Regions from separate parts of the Mus musculus genome. Here region 2 is linked to region 1. A link is a contact called in public Hi-C data. All regions are on one chromosome and are shown on one strand. The core of a region is the stretch at or near the end of the contact, and the rest is flanking DNA. Distances in the headings are between cores, read along the strand shown. Region 1 overlaps Adarb2 (adenosine deaminase, RNA-specific, B2). Region 2 has its middle 87 kb from the start of Wdr37.

Evidence for each region. Hi-C and Micro-C count contacts between places; a contact is called where the count stands out from the background.
Region 2: a Hi-C map of the G1E-ER4 cell line shows a contact between it and region 1, with 2.5 times the contacts expected there. The contact joins two enhancer-like sites. A contact is called at or near these places in 1 of 39 promoter capture datasets (liver) and 10 of 484 Hi-C or Micro-C datasets (the G1E-ER4 cell line, the HPC-7 cell line, cerebral cortex and 3 more).

What each region holds. Positions count from the first base shown.
Region 1 is chr13:8,606,259-8,610,409 of GRCm38.p6, forward strand. All of the region lies in intron 3 of Adarb2 (adenosine deaminase, RNA-specific, B2), which reads left to right. Among named protein-coding and RNA genes, the nearest start is that of Wdr37, 260 kb to the right of the region's middle. Within about 2 kb of position 2,868, at least 7 of the 459 cell types and tissues checked have an H3K27ac peak or open chromatin away from gene starts, as enhancers often do. A contact at or near this core is called in the G1E-ER4 cell line, where this site is marked.
Region 2 is chr13:8,782,394-8,786,276 of GRCm38.p6, forward strand. No RefSeq gene overlaps it. Among named protein-coding and RNA genes, the nearest start is that of Wdr37, 87 kb to the right of the region's middle. Within about 2 kb of position 2,093, at least 19 of the 459 cell types and tissues checked have an H3K27ac peak or open chromatin away from gene starts, as enhancers often do. A contact at or near this core is called in the G1E-ER4 cell line, where this site is marked.

The sequences.
Region 1 (4,151 bases), core at 1,618-4,117:
AGACTCTGTTTTGATAGGAGGGATTAAGCAACTGGAAACCACTTTGGGTCCAAGGAGTGTTGAGAACGACTTGAAGATTCTGGAAGGAGGAAAGGAAATGGGTGGAAAGAGGTGGCTAGAGACAAGAGCATACATTTAGCATAAACCCCATGATCTCTGTGATGTGCAGGCACAGCAGGTGGGCTGTTCCTTGTACAGAAACTTAGTGGAGCTGGGGGATGGCTCAGTCGGTGAAGTGCTCTTCATGAGCACATGTGTTCAGCTCTCATCCCCCCAAAACTTTAGCCAAGTTGGTGAGACGCTATCTCAAATTACCTGGTGGTGACTGAGGAAGAAATTCAAAGTTTATCACCAACCTACAAACAGATGCACATATGTATGCATTCACAAATGCATACATACATACATACATACATACATACATACATACATGCATAGAAATGTGCAAACACATACAACATATCCAAAGTAAATATGTTAGTAAGGGAAAGTGAAAGACAAGACACCATCTTAGACTTCAGCTGCACACCTTCATTACATAGATAACATCTAATTCCCAGGAGGACAGCAATGTCCCCGGAAGAAAGTACAAGGTAAAAATAGGTGCTAAGACCAAGCACAGAAAGGCCTGGTGCCTGAGGCAACATGTGCTAAATAAATAAGAGGGGAAATTATCAAGTAACATTAATTAAAAAGAAGGCTCTTTTTTCAATGTCTTGTGTGAAAGGCAAGTGTGTAGTGATTTACTAATAAGCAGATTGTGCTGATGATCATTTTTTGAGAGCATAGGAATCCACCGTCACTGTCTGAATGTTTCTTTGATTTTTTTTTGTCATACTAAAGATTAGGTCCTTTTATGTTCTGTGAGCTACACTCCTACCGTAGGTGTTTCTTTGCTCACTCATATTTATTTTGAAACAGGGTCAAACTTGTGATCCAAAGATTATTATATATCTTTGTATTGTGGTTTTTGTTTTCATTGTGATGAGGGTTTTTGTTGTTCATATTTTGCTTTTGCGGTTTTTAGAATCAAATCAAACCTAAGTTTAAGACTCATCAAGGGCTCTACCACTGAGCTACAACCCCATCCTTTAGGGGCAGTTTTTGAACTGAGAAAAATTCAGTATCTATGTAATTTCTCCGAGTAACAACCAATCGGTTCTATTGTTTTTATGCTTTGGGGAACCTTTTCCACCTGCCCCCTACCCTGCCCTGAAATGTGATATATGTTCATATTTTGCTTTCTTCTGCCTTCACCTTCTGAGTGCTCTAGTATATTCAGTTTACATAGTTCTGGGCAGGCACTGTACCAGGCCCCTTCTGTGATTGTTAAGGGTTTTTCTACCACCCAGGTTAGGGAGCGATCCAAAGGCAAACCCACAAGTGTGCATGCTTACAGTCTTCCACGGAACCTTCACCAAACCACACTTTTCCGTGGACTACTTTGTGATGCCCTACCATCATGTCACACAAGTCATATTTGTAAATTAACAGAGTCTATTCTAAGACACCAGCCTTGCCTCCCAGGTCCAGCCTTATTCTGGTACCAGTTTTACCTTACTTTACGATCGTCAGGTAGGATTTTGAAAGGATTCACATGGCAGAAAACAAAAAACAAGGCCATTAGCGAGCCATATTTATAAGCTGTTGGAACTTGTCCATTCTGAACAATTTTCTACTAGAAAAGGCATCTGTCTGGAGACTGGTAATCTCTTCCAGCCTCGCTGGATTTTGTGGGCTGTGTTCTAAGACTCTTTTTCTGGCGACGAGGGTGGGAATTAGATTGTTTTCTGTCTGTCGCTGACACGGTAACAAGAGAATCCCACACTCTTTGGTATTCTTTCTGACAAGGACAAATTACGTTTGACAACACTCTTGAGTTCACGGAAAGGCCTTCCCAACATCAGCTCGCTCTGTCTCCATCTCATTCCGGAGCAGAATGAACAAGCATTGTCATCGTCACTTATGAATGAGGAGACTGACTCTGAGCGCTCACAACAGAGTTTGAACTCCACCACGGCAGCTTGCTTTCTGCCACATGTTCAGCATAATGAAGCATGGTGGTGTAGCGAGGGTGGGGGTGCGGGACAGGGCTTGTTAATTCACAAATGAATGGATAAATAATAATCAGTGAATCCAAGCCACTCCCCAAATGGAGAATACATCAGGTACTTCCGGTTACTTTTGAGTTTGACTTTCCAGTATTTTTAATATCTTGAGCCCAGTAAAATTTCTTCATTCTTAAGAGTTTCATACATGTATACAATAAGACATGATCATCGTCCAATTTCTTTCTATCCACCCTAGCACATCTCCCTCACAACTTCATCTCCCCTGCCTTTTTTACATAAGTGCATGGTTCTGGGACCATTCGCTAAAGGCTGGAATTTTACCAATGGATATAACCTCAAAAAATATTTTTTTTTCTCCTGGTTTCTATTCTGCACAAACATCATGGCCAAGAAGCAGTTGGGGAGGAAAGGGTTTATTCAGCTTACACTTCCACATTGCTGTTCATCACCAAGGAAGTCAGGACTGGAACTCAAGCAGGTCAGGAAGCAGGAGCTGATGCAGAAGCCATGGAGGGATGTTCTTTACTGGCTTGCTTCCCCTGGCTTGCTCAGCCTGCTCTCTTATAGAACCCAAGACTACCAGCCCAGAGATGGTCCCACCCACAAGGGGCCCTTCCCCCTTGATCACTAATTAAGAAATGCCTTACAGTTGGATCTCATGGAGGCATTTCCTCAACTGAAGCTCCTTTCTCTGTGATAACTCCAGCTGTGTCAAGTTGACACCCAAAACCAGCCAGTACACCCTGCCCCCCAGCAATTATCAACTGCCGAAGGATCCTCCGGGTGGGGCGTGACTACAGGAATTCTGGTTGGCTTAATCTTTCGCAGGTCTTTTGTGGGAAACCACAGCTACTAAGCGTTCACAAATGCGATCTCTATGGCATGTCCAGAGTACATTTCACAGCACTCCTCTGAATTCTCCAGTTTACATTCTTTCCTTCTCTTCTGATGTGTTTCCTGAGCCCTGGAGGCAGAAGGTGTACATAGAGCAACCAGTACTCAAGTAAAGGGAAACTGTAGTATATCATAGGCTGCAAGAAAAGGCAGAAACAAATGGACCACTGGGGACTCAAGACTTCATCACATTCTCCACTGGTGAATTGATAACCTGTCACTCGCTGCACATCTCTGTGGATGGCTTTTTCTCTCCATTTGATTGCTTTTGCTACTATGAAACCCATTGTGCCCCAGTGAAGCAACTTAAGGATGTAAAGTTTATTTGTGGCTTACAGTTCAAGAGGGTCTATCATGGCAGGGAAGACGTATTAGCAAGACCTGGGAATGACTGGTCCTATTACATCCATACTCAGAGAACAGAAGGTAGACTCTTGTCTACCTTCTTAGGAAGACCAGGCCAACAAACCTCAAGGCCCACTTTCAGTAGCCCATTTTCTCCAATGAAGCTCTACCTCCTGCAGATTTCATCACCTTGCAAAATAGCACCCACAACTGGGGACCGAGAGTGTAAACACATGAGCTCAGAAAGGATATTTCACATTCAAGCCATGACATTCGTAAATATCAGGAAATAGCATGCATTTCATTTTATGTAACAGAATTACAGTTTGTTTTCCATCGTCTTAAATTGCCCAGCTAGGAAGTAGATATATAATAACAAACATCTCCAACACATTCACAGACGTAGTCTTATAAAAATTACTACATTAATGGACCAGGATCTTGCAAGAACCTAGCATAGTCACCCTAGATATTGGAGGAAGCTCAAACTAATCACCTGGGGTGAGCACAGTAGGAGGGCTAACCAGATGCTACAAGTATGGAGGCCATGAGATGGAACTTGGAGGGGAAAGCTGAAGATAAGGTAGCCTTTCCCAGCCATCTTTGGCTGAGAGATGTTGCTCCAGAGACCAGAGCAGGTGATGCAAACCAGTAACAACTCTCCTCAGCTCCCATCTTTGCTGTGCCCCCACTAATGGACTTGACTTCAAAGGCAAAGCCCTGGGTCTGAAGGACAGATGGAAACACCCTGCAACACAGAAAAATGAAATATGTCTGAAAGCACCAGGCAACTCTCTTCATGGGACAGAGCCTAAGAAAGAGGGTTTTCTCAATCCCAAT
Region 2 (3,883 bases), core at 843-3,342, 180 kb after region 1:
GCACACAAATAGACATATAATGTGTTGTTCATAACAGAAAGTCTGCAAATGTGTGCCCAGGACAAGGAAGACTCAATGGAGCGTTCATAAGAATGTTTGTGTTAAGAGCAGCTGGAGACAGAATTGTCTCCATCATGACCCCAGAGCAGCAGGACTTCCTTAGTGTTCCTGCCCCTCCACTGGGGGCCATGGGCTTAGGGATGCTGGTCCCTGCATTGGCACAGAATGCCTCCAGTCTGACATACAAAATCACCACGTACCACTCCACAGCTGACTCCACACTGAGTCATTTTTCAAAATAAAGCAAAGTGTCAGGCAGGTTTCCGAAATTCCCTCACAGGCCTGGCAAGCAATGACCCCAGGGACTCCTGAAGGTGTGGGGAGGAGGCCAGAGCAGGGGATGTGGACAAGCAGAGCCAGGACATTCTGAAGGTTGAAATTAATCACCAGATGGCCTCGGAAGCTCATTTTCCACACGCCACCAACAGGAGTCAAATTTCTCATGCAATCTCAGGAAGCAAAAACAAATGAGCACTGGAGTAGCTTGAGGTTCCCTGGAACAGTATTAAGCACCTCTGATACCTAAGGTCCTGTGCTTGTGGCTGGGAGGTAGAGACAGATGAGCAAGGCTACCTGTGGGTAGCACGGTGTTCTGCTGCAGAAAACAGCTCTGTGGGTTTTACAGACATGGAAGTCCTGAGAAAGAGTGACATCCATCTGCTGATTCTTGTGGTAGGTAATGCTCCTTCATCCATGATCCAGGTAAAGAGACCTTCACAGCCCTGTCACTAGAACACCAGAGAATTCTGCATCCCAGAGGGCTAGGGGGCTGAACTTGGCCAAACAGATAAAAAAAAAAAAAGGTCACCAGTGTGTTACAAGACCCTAAATTTTCTAGAAAAATCTGGAACAAAAGAGAATCACCATGATCATGGATGCCGGGAGTGCTGACTCAAGATGGGAATCCCAGGTTTGGGGAGACAGAGACAGGAGGATGCCTGAGTCTTACTGACCACCCTGCTCTAGCTCTGTGGATGAGGTCCAGGCCAATAAGAGAGATCCTATCTCAAAGGAGGTGGACGTTTACCTCCCGTAACTCCAGCTCCAGAGGATCCAATGCCTTCTTCCAGCCGTCAAGGACACCTGCACTCACACATACATACTGAAACACAGATGTACACACATACACAGGAATAAAAGTAGAATAATAAAAGACCCTATTGGGCAGTGGATATAGTGCTCCTTTAGTGGATGCATCTTGATGGTGAGGGAAAGCAAGGGGAGAGTGAGCAGATAGCCTTGGCCACTAGGAACCAGGGAAGAACAACAAACTCAAAGTTTCTCTCCTTAGGCTTCCCTGTGAGGCTGGTGGTTGCTTTTATCTCAGGTGGAGAGAGCAGTGTGGCAACACCCTCCCATCTTGTGTTTGTGTGATCCTATTTCCTTCTGTGGGTTAAAGCTCTTCTGTGGGTTATTTTTCTCACGGTTCCAACAAAAGCAACTTACAGAGGCAAGCGTTCGTGTACCCCACAGTCTGAGGGCACAGCCCATCATCATAAGGAAGATGTGAAGTCAGGTGCATGACGAAGCTGGTCGGTCACATTGCATCTGCAGTCAGAACCCCAGCCCGTGGGATAGCACTGCCCTCATTCAGCACGGGTTTCCCTCCTCCGTTAACTCTTTCTGACAACACCTTCACAGACACCCCCAGGGCTGTGTCTCCTAGCAGATTCTGGATTTAGTTGAGCGGATAGTGACACTAACCATCACAGACTCCAGAGCCTTTAGCTCCTCTGCACACTCCTTTCTGGCCTACCAACTGCGCTTAGATGAACATATGTGCTTAGATGCATAGGTGACTATCTATGGCCATCAGTTCTGTCTCACATGGATCCTAAATTTACACAGAAACAGACGACACAACGCAGAGGGCCTGTCCTGACATGGAAGCTCCCTTCTCAGAGTATAGCTGTAGCTAGATCTTAAAATGAAGTCTTCTCTTCTGGGGGAGAAGGCTAATTGACAGAGCATCACTGTGTAGCTCTGGCTTTCCTGGAACTTTCTCCCTCCTCCACCTCCTCAGGCCTTGCATTGCAGACGTGTGCCAGGCAGCCTGACTGAAGGCGTGTTTAAAGCCCTATTTCCAGTGTTTGCTGGCTACTGCGGAGGTAGCCACAGAAGACCTGAAGGTGGGGGGTTTGCACTCTGAAGCTCCACCTCCATCCTGTCTGTCTTCGTCCATTAAGGCCCACCTCGGCAGCCGTGTGAAGATGCAGCCGCTGTGCACCAAGTTCCCTGTGGGATGTGTTCCCACTACTCACCCTTAAGAGATAAGAAGAGAGGGAAATCAGCAAGATGACGCTCAGGATCTCTGCATACGGCTTAGGAGTTGCTCACTTAGCTGTCTGTTTTGACAGATAACAGAAGGGTTTTGAGGTTTTTTGTTGTTTTTTTTTTTTTTTCCTCCAGAAGGCATCCCATATGTAGGCTCAGAAAATGGCACTCTCCCCCTTGCAGTAAGAGAGTGCATATGCACACATGCATAAGCTAACACACCCGCTTTGTCAAACTTCTCCGAGGCAGCTTTGGAGAGAACATCGTTTCTCCATTACCCTTCTTAGGACAGATATCTGTTACCCATCACATCCTAAAAACAATCATCTGTTTATTAAGGGAAGCCATCACATGTGGTGGCAAGAGCGCTTGCCGGGCTCAGAAATGAAAACCACGCCATGGTTTTTGATGAATTTGTTCTGTGCTTCTAAACACGATGTGAAAAAAGTTAATGAGTGAGGTCCAGGTAAGCCTGAGGGGCTTCTCTAAATCAGTGCATCGAAAGTCCTAGCACATTCCCAACAGCTTTAAGAGCGCTTGTTGATGGGCATATTTCAAAGCAAACAACGCCGCTGCTCTGACAAGCCAATTATATTACCTTACAGTGCCTACAGGCACATAAATTATACACTAACATATTGTAACCTACTTCTAAGAAAGCGGTGGTTCTCCGGCAGACCTGGCAGCATGTCTGCCCTCTGGTGGGCTCTCAGGGAAATAGTCTGTCCCAACTGCACCATGCCCAGGGAGTTAACAGAAAGCCAAAAGTGTGAGTTCAGAGCCTCAGGGCAGTGATCCGCATGCAGAGATGATCTCAAGGGAAGCGGACCTCAGAGTCCGTAGATGTGTGAGTTTAGGCACCTTTTAAAAAACGTTTTAATTGTTTTACTTTATGATTATAACTGCTTTTCTAACATGTATGTATGTGTACTACACGTGTGCCTGGCATCCTCAGAAGTCAGAAAAGGGTGTTAGGTCCTCTGGAACTGGAGTTATGGATGTTCATGAGCCATTGTGTGGGTTCTAGGGACCGAACTCAGGTCCTCTGAAAGAGCAACAATTGCTCTGAATTGTACAGCCAACCCTCCAGCCCCGAACAACCAGAATCCTAAGCTTTTGTTCTAGCTGATGTTAGCCAGAAGCCAGGAAGAGATGGTGAATTCTCTCAGCCTTCCATAGCCCTCATTGTGGGCTCTGCCTGACAATCTGCCAAAAGTGGTAGACAATTTCAAATCTTCTGAAGTGGCCCAAACAAATCTATTGAGAGCTTTCCTCTTTCTATACCAAGTTGGTACTCTCAACAGTTATCAGAAAAGCCCTGCAAAGAACCCAGGACTTGAGCCATGAAACATTAGAAACACTGGTAGTTTTTTGAGACAGGGTTTCTCTGTATATCCCTGGCTGTCTTGGAACTCACTTTGTAGACCAAGCTGGCCTCGAACTCAGAAATCTGCCTGCCTCTGCCTCCCAAGTGCTGGGATTAAAGGCGGGCGCCACCACGTCCAGCCTTGTCAAGTTCTAAGCTAGCGAGAGTCCTTGTCTCAAAACT